3 separate regions of the Mus musculus genome follow, and regions 1 and 3 are each linked to region 2. A link is a contact called in public HiCAR-type and HiChIP or PLAC-seq data. All regions are on one chromosome and are shown on one strand. The core of a region is the stretch at or near the end of the contact, and the rest is flanking DNA. Distances in the headings are between cores, read along the strand shown. Region 1 holds the start of Zswim3 (zinc finger SWIM-type containing 3). Region 2 holds the start of Znfx1 (zinc finger, NFX1-type containing 1). Region 3 holds the start of Dbndd2 (dysbindin (dystrobrevin binding protein 1) domain containing 2).

Region 1 (2,700 bases), core at 110-2,609, 2.3 Mb before region 2:
CCCAGTGCTGGAGCCTGAACCCTGAGTCCTAGCACTCAACCCTGAGATTGTCAGTTTTTTCTTTACAGAACAATTTGAAAAGCGCTCCTGGCCCAAGACAGTAATTACCTAGCTGGAAGAACGATAGCTTCTGATAAAGTCGTAAGGGCTGCATGGGTCAGAACTGTCACTGAACAGGCATGGTGGTACACACCTTTGAGCCCAGGATTTGGGAGGCAGAGATACACTGGCCTCTGTGAGCTCAAGGCCAGCCAGGTCTACACAGAGTTCCAGGTTAGCCAGGGAGGGCTATACAGAAAGCCTGTCTCAAAACAAAACAAGACAACCAGCTAGACCTGGTGGTGAACTCCTGCCAGCGCTTAAGAGACAAATGAAGGTGGATCCCTGTGGGTTCCAAGCCAACTTGCTGTGTATATATATATACTCTCTCTCTCATTCTCTCCCTCTCCATTCATATATATATAGTGAATTCCAGGTCATCCAGGACTATATTTAGTGACATCTTGTCTCTAAACAAAACAAAAAAATTGTTACAAACCCACTTCAGTGAAAGATAAGTAATGACTTACCAGACATTAAGGGATGGCTTGAACAAACGAACACACACGCACACTCAGTCTACCAGATTAAGCTGCCTTGTGGGGTAGCGGAGTCTCTGTCCCCTCTCTCCCTCTCTCCCTCTCTCCCTCTCTCCCTCTCTCTCTCTCTCTCTCTCTCACACACACACACACACACACACACACCTTCCCCCCCCACCCCCCAGATCGCCTCCTGAAGAGGAAGCAAGGATGGATGCCAGGGACATGCCTTCTAACTGCAGCAGAGCTTGCATCCAACTCTTAACCCCAGAACTGAGGTTCACAGGGAGATGGCAGTAATCGCGACTCTATACTGAAAGAGGGGTGCGAGCCTAGTTCAGAGGCGCTACCGGCTACCTGTAGAGATCTTCATCTAGCGGCTCGAGGTTGAGCACGCTCGTGACCAGCACACTACGGAGGTCCCCGGAAAGGTCGCCGCGGTCGGCGTCGCCATGAGCATCTCCCAGACCCTCTGGCGCTGACATTTTCACTGCTGGCTGCGGTTGAGAGAAACGCGGAAACTTATATAGGCTCCCAGCGCTTCCGGAAGGTCGCTCCAGGGGCCGGAAATCCCAAGGGCTCCGGGGAGCGAGACGCAGATTGTGATTGGTCGATGTGCTTGTCAATTTCAGAGTGGGCGCGGCTAGCTCTATCTTAAGATTGGAGGATATTTGTGTCAGTTTTGGACATCCGCGTGTGATTGGGTGAATCAGCGAGGGGGCGGAGCCTTGGAGATGAATAATAAGGGATGAGCGTCTTTCCTCTTCTGTCACTGAGCAAAGTCGCCCCTAGGTTGCTGTTACCGGTCTCCTCCTGTTCTGGGCTCCTCCCAAGCGCCCTGTAAGCCACTCACTCGGGACCGCAGCTGGGCCCGTGCCAGCCGTTACCCAGTGACCTCTGACCCCTGCCGTGGTTCTAGGTTCTAGGAGGGCCAGTCCCCGGCCATGGAGCTAGGCAGCTGCTTTAAGACCTACGAGGACTTCAAGGAGTGTTTCAGCGCCTACAAAAAGGAGACCAGGTGCTCCTTCATTGTCAGGGACTGCATCTCCGTCCGCTTCCATAACCTCAACAACGGCACCTCTTTCCGCGAGGATATCCTGTAAGGGCGGGGCAGGAGGGTGGGGAGGAGGGCTGCCTGGAGGAGGAGGGCGTGCATGGAGGAGCCACGTTCCCCGTGCCTGCGGAAAAACGAGGGAAACCTCACCGGCGTGGCCTTTGCTACCCGCCGCGCTTGCTCCCACTCCTTCATTCACGAGCTTTCCTGGGAATTCGCAGTAACTGCATCTTGTTGTTTTTCCGTTTTATTTGTTTGTTGAGAGAATCTATCTCAAGCGCAAGGCTGGTTGAGGAGTGAATTGAAACGCCTTAGTAATAATTTCCTCCATTAGCCTCCTCTTTACAAAGCAGTAATGGTGCTCATTGGTTGGTTGGTTGGTTCTTTTCGGTGATTGATTTTGTAAATGATTCTTGAGCTCCAGATACAGCCGTTTTCAAACACCTTCCTTATCCAAGGTGGTGCTCCCTGAGTGCCTTTCTTACTCTGCAGGGCTGTGTGTCAGAATTATTGGTGGTAGCTCCCTGACTCATTTGACTTTAGGGGCTAAAAGCTGATGAAAACGCCAGGGCTTTTAGGGTTCAGGTGAAACAGCCTACTATAAATTTAGCTTTTAGTTTTTCTTTGAAAGAAAGAATAAGGGTGCAGGTTTAGAAGCCCAATGCGAAAAGGTTGAGGCCGGCGGGTCATGAGTTTGAGACAAATCAGTTTGGTTTAAAAAAAAAAATACAGGGAAAGGGGGTTGGTGGTGGAAGCCTTTAATCCCAGCACTCAGGAGGCAGAGGCAGGCAGATCTCTGTGAGTTCGACGCCAGTCTGGTCTACAGAGCAGCTTCCAGGACAGTCAGGGCTACACAGAGAAAACCTGTCTTGAAAAACCAAAGTGGGGAGTTGGGGGGCGGGAGGGAGAGACAGAGAGAAATGGGAAGCAGCCCCGCCCCTTCGTAAAAAGGAAGGTTTGTGTGCCCAGTCTTTTGCTGTGAAATCTAATCATATGAATCAATTTGAAAGTCAATTCAAGTTTTAATTACAACATATAGGCCAACTGAGTGTCAAAATATACCAAAGT
Region 2 (2,774 bases), core at 99-2,598:
GCTCCAGGGACCGGGAGCAGAGGCAGGACAACTACGCACAGGGGATGACTGGGTGCTGAGATGAAGGGGCACTAGAGGTGGGGTGTGATCAGGGTGGTGACAGATGAACTGAAGAGAGTCGAAGCAGGTAATGGCAGTGCCCGCGGCTCAGGATACGCTGGGTACTGAGGGAGGAGACACCGACTCTGGAGGTGATGGGGGCTGCTAAGGAGAGGAGACAGGGACTCTGGGGAGTGATGGTGAGGCTAATGGAAGGGAACAGGGATTTAGGGGTGATGGGGCTGCTGAGGAGAGGAAACAGGGACTGGGAAATGGGGCTGCTGATAACCAGGTAGACTTAACTCAGGGAACGATGGAGGGTGACGGTGGAGGTGGGAGGACAGGACTCTGGGGGTGGTAAGGAGTGGAAAAAGATCCTAGGGGTGATGGGAGATTCCAAATACTCCGGAGATGATAGGGGAACTGAGGGACTCTGGGGGCTATAGGGAAACTAAGAGAAAGGGGCAGGGACTCTGGGGGCTATAGGGAAACTGAAGAAGCAGACAGGGACTTCGGGGACTATAGGGGGGGCTGAGAGAAAGAGAACAGGGACTCCGGAGGCTACAGGATAATTGAGGGAAGAGGACAGGGACTCCGGAGGCTACAGGATAATTGAGGGAAGGGGACAGGGACTCCGGGGGTATAGGGAAACTGAGGGAAAGGGACAGGGACTCTGGAGGCTATAGGAAAACTAAGGGAAGGGGACATGGACTCTGGGGACTATAGGAGAACTGAGGGAAGGGGACAGGGACTCCGGGGGTGGTGGGGGCGCTGAGTGGGGCAGATAGGGACTCCAAGGCTAACCTGACACCCGGCCGGAGGCAGAGCGGGACGCCGGCGGTCGCAGCGCCGCAGAAGCAGGTGCGTGATAGGGCGGAGGCCACTCACCGGCTCGGGCGCGTCCTCCGCAGGGCTAGAGCTCAGCCCCGGCCCTGGCAGGTCGCGGCCCCGCCCGGCACCGCGAACTTTCGGTTTCCAGTCCCTGCAGCCCCTGGGCGGGGCGAGTAGCCTAGTGGGCGGCCCGGAGGAAGAGGAGGCCGCGCAGGACGAGGAGGCGGTGCCGCGGGCTCCAGCGAGAGGCCGGGCTCGCCTGCGCCCCCGCCCTCGGGGCGGGCGGAAGGGCGGCGTCGCCTCAGCGCCCGCGGTAGCGGCGGCGGCTGGACTGGCGGCTCCCCGCGGGCGCGGCGGAGGGGAGGGCGCGGCGGGGGGCGGGTTGACTGCGCCCCGGGCGGCCGCAGGTCTCGGCTGGCCCCGGAGCCAGGGGGACGCGGCGGGCGGCTCGTGCGTGCCAAGCGCGACATGGCGCGGAAGCCGAGAAGCCCCGGAGGCCCAGTGAGCACGGGGAGGGGCTAGACACTGGCTGGACAACCATTAGCTAGCTGGGGCCGGGCGGCTCGGGGACTACATTTCCCAGGACGCCAAGCGGTCGCGCCCGGAAGCGACGCGCCATGGGCACAGTGCGCAGGCGCACGCGCCGCCAAGGTCTATATAAGGAAGGTTCGCCGCCGCTCTCGTCCTTTCGTTCCGGCGGCTCCTAGAGCGTTTGCTTTGTTCCCGATATGTCTCGTCCCTCCGGGGTTAACTTGCAGATGGTGAGTTGAGTCCACACAGCACAAGTTTTTTTTTTGTTAACCTCTTATCAAGTTTAGTCGCTGTAACCGCTCCTAGTCTCCAAGTGTTGCTTATGGAGCGCGATCCCCAGGTTGACCTTCGAAGACGTGATTCAAGTGGAAAAGACGCCTTCTGCTTTGGCCTGGGAAGCTTTTTGCTGGTGTAAATGATGAACTCACTTTTTTCCCCGTCATATCGACAGTGCTGATGTTTTAAAACATTTGCCAGTTTGTCCTGATAAACACCAGCCTTCGAGGACCCTGGTCTTCTTTGTTCCTGGTCGAGGATATAGGTGGTGATGGACGCTTTTGTTTTGTAGGTTGACCTGACCAAGCAGGACAGCATGGAGGTTGGAGGGAGAGAAGGGCATCGAGGGAGATGAGAACTCACCTACCATCTGAAAGTCTTAAGGTATGCATTCGTCTAGTGGCCTAAAGTGGCAATCACGTGCTTTGAAGAGCCTTTAAGTGGGCAGTGATAGGGAATTTGATGCAAGAGTTACTGCTGAGGTTCGTTGTTTTAAAAGCCCCGAGGATTGAGCCTTATTATCAAAGTATACTAAAGTCTTTTAATTGTGTATCTGTACATACTGACACAGGAGATGCAGAGCCCTGTTGTTATTTAAAGTGTCCTGGTAGAACTGCCTGAGAAAAGGACTGATTAAGAAAATGGTCCCATTGAGATTAGTCTGTAACACATTTTCTTGGCTGTTGATATGGGAGCATTCAGCAGTTTGTGGGTGCAGTGTCTGAGCCGGGTTGAGATTTCTTTTGTATATGCGTGGTATTTAGAAAGGCAATGAAACATGTCTGCTAAAGTATTTGCAGGCTAGTGCTTTTCAAGATGTGACAATGGCTATCCTCCATTACTGTATTCTGATATCCACCCTGACCCACTCAGATAAAAATGTGAATATGCCCTAAATCAAGTAGGCCCGAGAAATGGCTTAGCAGTTAAGAGCACTGATGGCTCTTTCGAGGGGTCCTGAGTTAAATTTCTAGCAACCACATGGTGGCTCACAACCATCTATAATGGGGTCTGGTGCCCTCTTATGGTGTCTCTGAAGAGAACAATGGTGGTGTACTCGTGCATAAAATATATGAATAAATCTTACTCTTAAAAAA
Region 3 (2,700 bases), core at 74-2,573, 2.6 Mb before region 2:
CAGGCTAGTGCACCCTTCTGGATGAGTGAGAAGGGAGCGTGCTATGCTTACTTCACAGGGCTGTTCTCAGCCTAGCCATACAGAAGAGTCCATGCCTCAGGCATTGCTGGAGTACTGTCCCCCTGTGGGGAAACCCAGATGTGCGTGTTTCTCATACCCAAAACCCTTTGCACACACCCTCCCGCTTCCCTGCTTTTCAAGATCACTTGAAGCTGGGCATAGGGACACAGTCAGGAGGCAAAGGCAGGGGGATCTGGGTCCTCTTGGATTTTGAGGCTAACCTGGTCTACAGAGCAAGTACCAGGACAGCAGGGCTATGCAAAGAAACCTTGTGGGAAGGGGAGGGGAGGGGAGGGGAGGGGAGGGGAGGGGAGGGGAGGGGAAATGAGACTTAAAATACCAGAGCGTAGATTTTATTATAACAAAGGACATTAAAACATGAGACGTGTGCTCTCGAGCTGTCCTGTGTGCAGAATGTAGTTAGGCAAGAGAGGGCGCAGGAAACTCTGAAGGAGGCTACTACTGTGGGAGGCTGAGCCAGAGTGGGAACAGAAATGATGTGAAATGGAGGTGTATTTTAATGTGGGTCTCAAAGGGGAGGGAGATGACAAGGATGGTTTCCTGGTAGCTTGGCCCCGACACAGATTTCTAATGGAAACACACACACACACACACACACACACACACACACACCAGTCATGGCTCATCCTCACGCTGTATTCAGAGCCCAGACAAGGGCATGGGGAGGGAGGCGACAGAGCCTTCATCCAGGGGTTGCTATACTGGACACTCCTAGCCCTGGTTTGAGCCAGGAGACGCTGAAAGGGGGCTGTTTCCGACTGGGCCGCCCACCTACGCCTGGCTGGACGTCTGGCATCTCTAGAGCACCTCGAGGTGTTGGCTCCTTGCCGGCGTGTAGGGTGCGGCGCATCCCCTCCAGCCCTGACTCGCCCAGTGCGCTGACCCGTAGGGCGACGGCTCTGTGTGGTCCTTAGGCCAGCTGAGGGAATCCAAGGTCCATGCACTTGACTCGCTGGGCAGCAGCTGACCCTGCTTCCCCATCTCGCACCTTCTGGAGAAGTGTGCGCGTAACCGTGGCCAGGGTGATCGAGGTGCGGTGAGGCGGGCAGCGAGCGCGTGCGCGTGGTCGTTGCGTGGGCGCTGCTCTGGAGTCGGAGAGCATCAAGTGTGCGTGGGCCGGAGCCGGCGCGTGTGCCCGCAGCAGCTGTGCGCCGGGCGGGGGTGCCGCAAGTGCCTCGGGGTGCGCGCAGCCTCGCGCGGGCGGAGCGAGGAGGGATGCGTGCGGGAACTTTTCGCCTGCCCCGCAAGTCCGGGTCCCGGCGTTTAGAGGAGCTGTCCTCCGCCGCCAGCCCCGAGTGCCCGCCCCGCCCCCACTTCCGCCTCCCGCCTCTTCCTCGTTCCCGGCTCCCAGGGCCGCCGGTCCCCAGGGAACCCCGCAGGCTTAGCCCCACCCGGCCGGCGCTGCTCGCTCCCACGCCCCCGCCGCCGCTTGTCGGGAGCGCACCCAGGGAGCCAGCGGGGCGCGGGCGCTGCAGGTAGGGGGGAATGCGGGGTTGGGCTCAGGTGCGGCGAACTGGGCCCCCGCAGCACGGGAACTTGGGGTGCCCTCCTCCGCCCGCCCCGTCTTCGCCCACGCGCCAGTCCCCTTTTAGGGAATTCTTTGCCTCTTGCCTCCTCAGGCGCGGGTGGGGCCGGGACAGAGGGCGTTCGTTCTCCATTTCCCTGGTTCCTTCCCGGTGTCAGCCTCCCGTCTCCAAATCCCTACTCTTCCCAGTACCTATGGTCGTGTAAACAACTACCTAGCTCTGGGAATTGGCTCCGCAGCCCCCCTGTGGACAGTCCCTTCAGCCTGGTAAGACCACAACGTCAGGGGGAGGGGAAAAGAGAGGCGTCCGGGTGGCCCCGGGTCAGCGGCAGCTCCCTCGCGAGCTCGCCTCCCCTCTCCTCTCCGCAGACCGCCCCTGGGGCCCTGGGTATTTTTAGCGTTGTGACCTGGGCGGCAGCTCTAAGAGCCTTTCTGGAGTCCTCGTCTGCTGCTCCCTTCTCCCTTCTCTGGCAGCCACATCAGCTCCAGGCACTGACTTGGCCTTGCCTCTATCATTAGTTTCGGGTCCCTCCTGAGCTACCCCAGTACTCGAGGACCTGGCCACGCGCTGTGATTACACTGTGGCCAGCTGAGGTTTATTGGAGGATGACAGCGTGGTCCTCACCCTAGAGCTTCCCCTGTTCCCTGTGATGCATGGGTTCAGTAGTGTACCAGGAACGGGGATGAATGCACAGGGCTGGCCCCAGAGCTCTGGTGTCCTGCAAAACTCGGTATTGGCAATCTCGACACCTGGTCTGAACTGTACTCAGTCCCCACCCTTCTAGTTGGTACTTACTAACTTGGGAAATAAGCCAAACATGTGTGAGAGGAGGGGACAACTGTGAGAGTTCAGAGGACAGGTGCTCAGTTCTCTACAAACAGCCCTCCTTCACGAAGTATATTGTCAGATAGTGTTTGAGGTAGGTAGGATGATACCTTCAGGTGGGACCCCTGGGGCCAGAAAGAGGCAGAGGCAAGTCAGGAAGTTAGGTCTTTGCCCCCAGAGAAAGTGTTTGGAGGTGATGAGGATTGTGGTGGCGGTGGTGGTGGTAGTGGTGGTATGTGTGTGTTTTGGGGGACAGGAAGCATGGAGT

The links. HiCAR-type assays count read pairs that join an accessible place to other places. HiChIP or PLAC-seq counts read pairs in DNA pulled down with a chosen protein or histone mark.
Region 1: a HiCAR-type map of astrocytes shows a contact between it and region 2, with 2.5 times the contacts expected there. The contact joins the promoter of Zswim3 here to the promoter of Znfx1 in region 2. A contact is called at or near these places in 2 of 39 promoter capture datasets (liver and pre-B cells) and 1 of 115 datasets of contacts at active chromatin or transcription factors (astrocytes).
Region 3: an H3K4me3 HiChIP or PLAC-seq map of embryonic forebrain shows a contact between it and region 2, with 4 times the contacts expected there. The contact joins the promoter of Dbndd2 here to the promoter of Znfx1 in region 2. A contact is called at or near these places in 1 of 39 promoter capture datasets (liver) and 1 of 115 datasets of contacts at active chromatin or transcription factors (embryonic forebrain).

What each region holds. Positions count from the first base shown.
Region 1 is chr2:164,803,755-164,806,454 of GRCm38.p6, forward strand. It overlaps Zswim3 (zinc finger SWIM-type containing 3), which reads left to right and starts at 1,360. Exons shown (of 2, transcript NM_178375.2): 1 at 1,360-1,677. The coding sequence starts at 1,523. Acot8 (acyl-CoA thioesterase 8) reads right to left here and starts at 1,127. Exons shown (of 6, transcript NM_133240.2): 1 at 936-1,127. The coding sequence starts at 1,063.
Region 2 is chr2:167,061,667-167,064,440 of GRCm38.p6, forward strand. Znfx1 (zinc finger, NFX1-type containing 1) reads right to left here and starts at 1,349. Exons shown (of 14, transcript NM_001033196.2): 1 at 844-1,349. It overlaps Zfas1 (zinc finger, NFX1-type containing 1, antisense RNA 1), which reads left to right and starts at 1,268. Exons shown (of 5, transcript NR_138563.1): 1 at 1,268-1,631; 2 at 1,970-2,061. It overlaps LOC115486178 (a small nucleolar RNA gene), which reads left to right and starts at 1,807; the gene lies at 1,807-1,899.
Region 3 is chr2:164,485,132-164,487,831 of GRCm38.p6, forward strand. It overlaps Dbndd2 (dysbindin (dystrobrevin binding protein 1) domain containing 2), which reads left to right and starts at 1,324. Exons shown (of 4, transcript NM_026797.2): 1 at 1,324-1,556.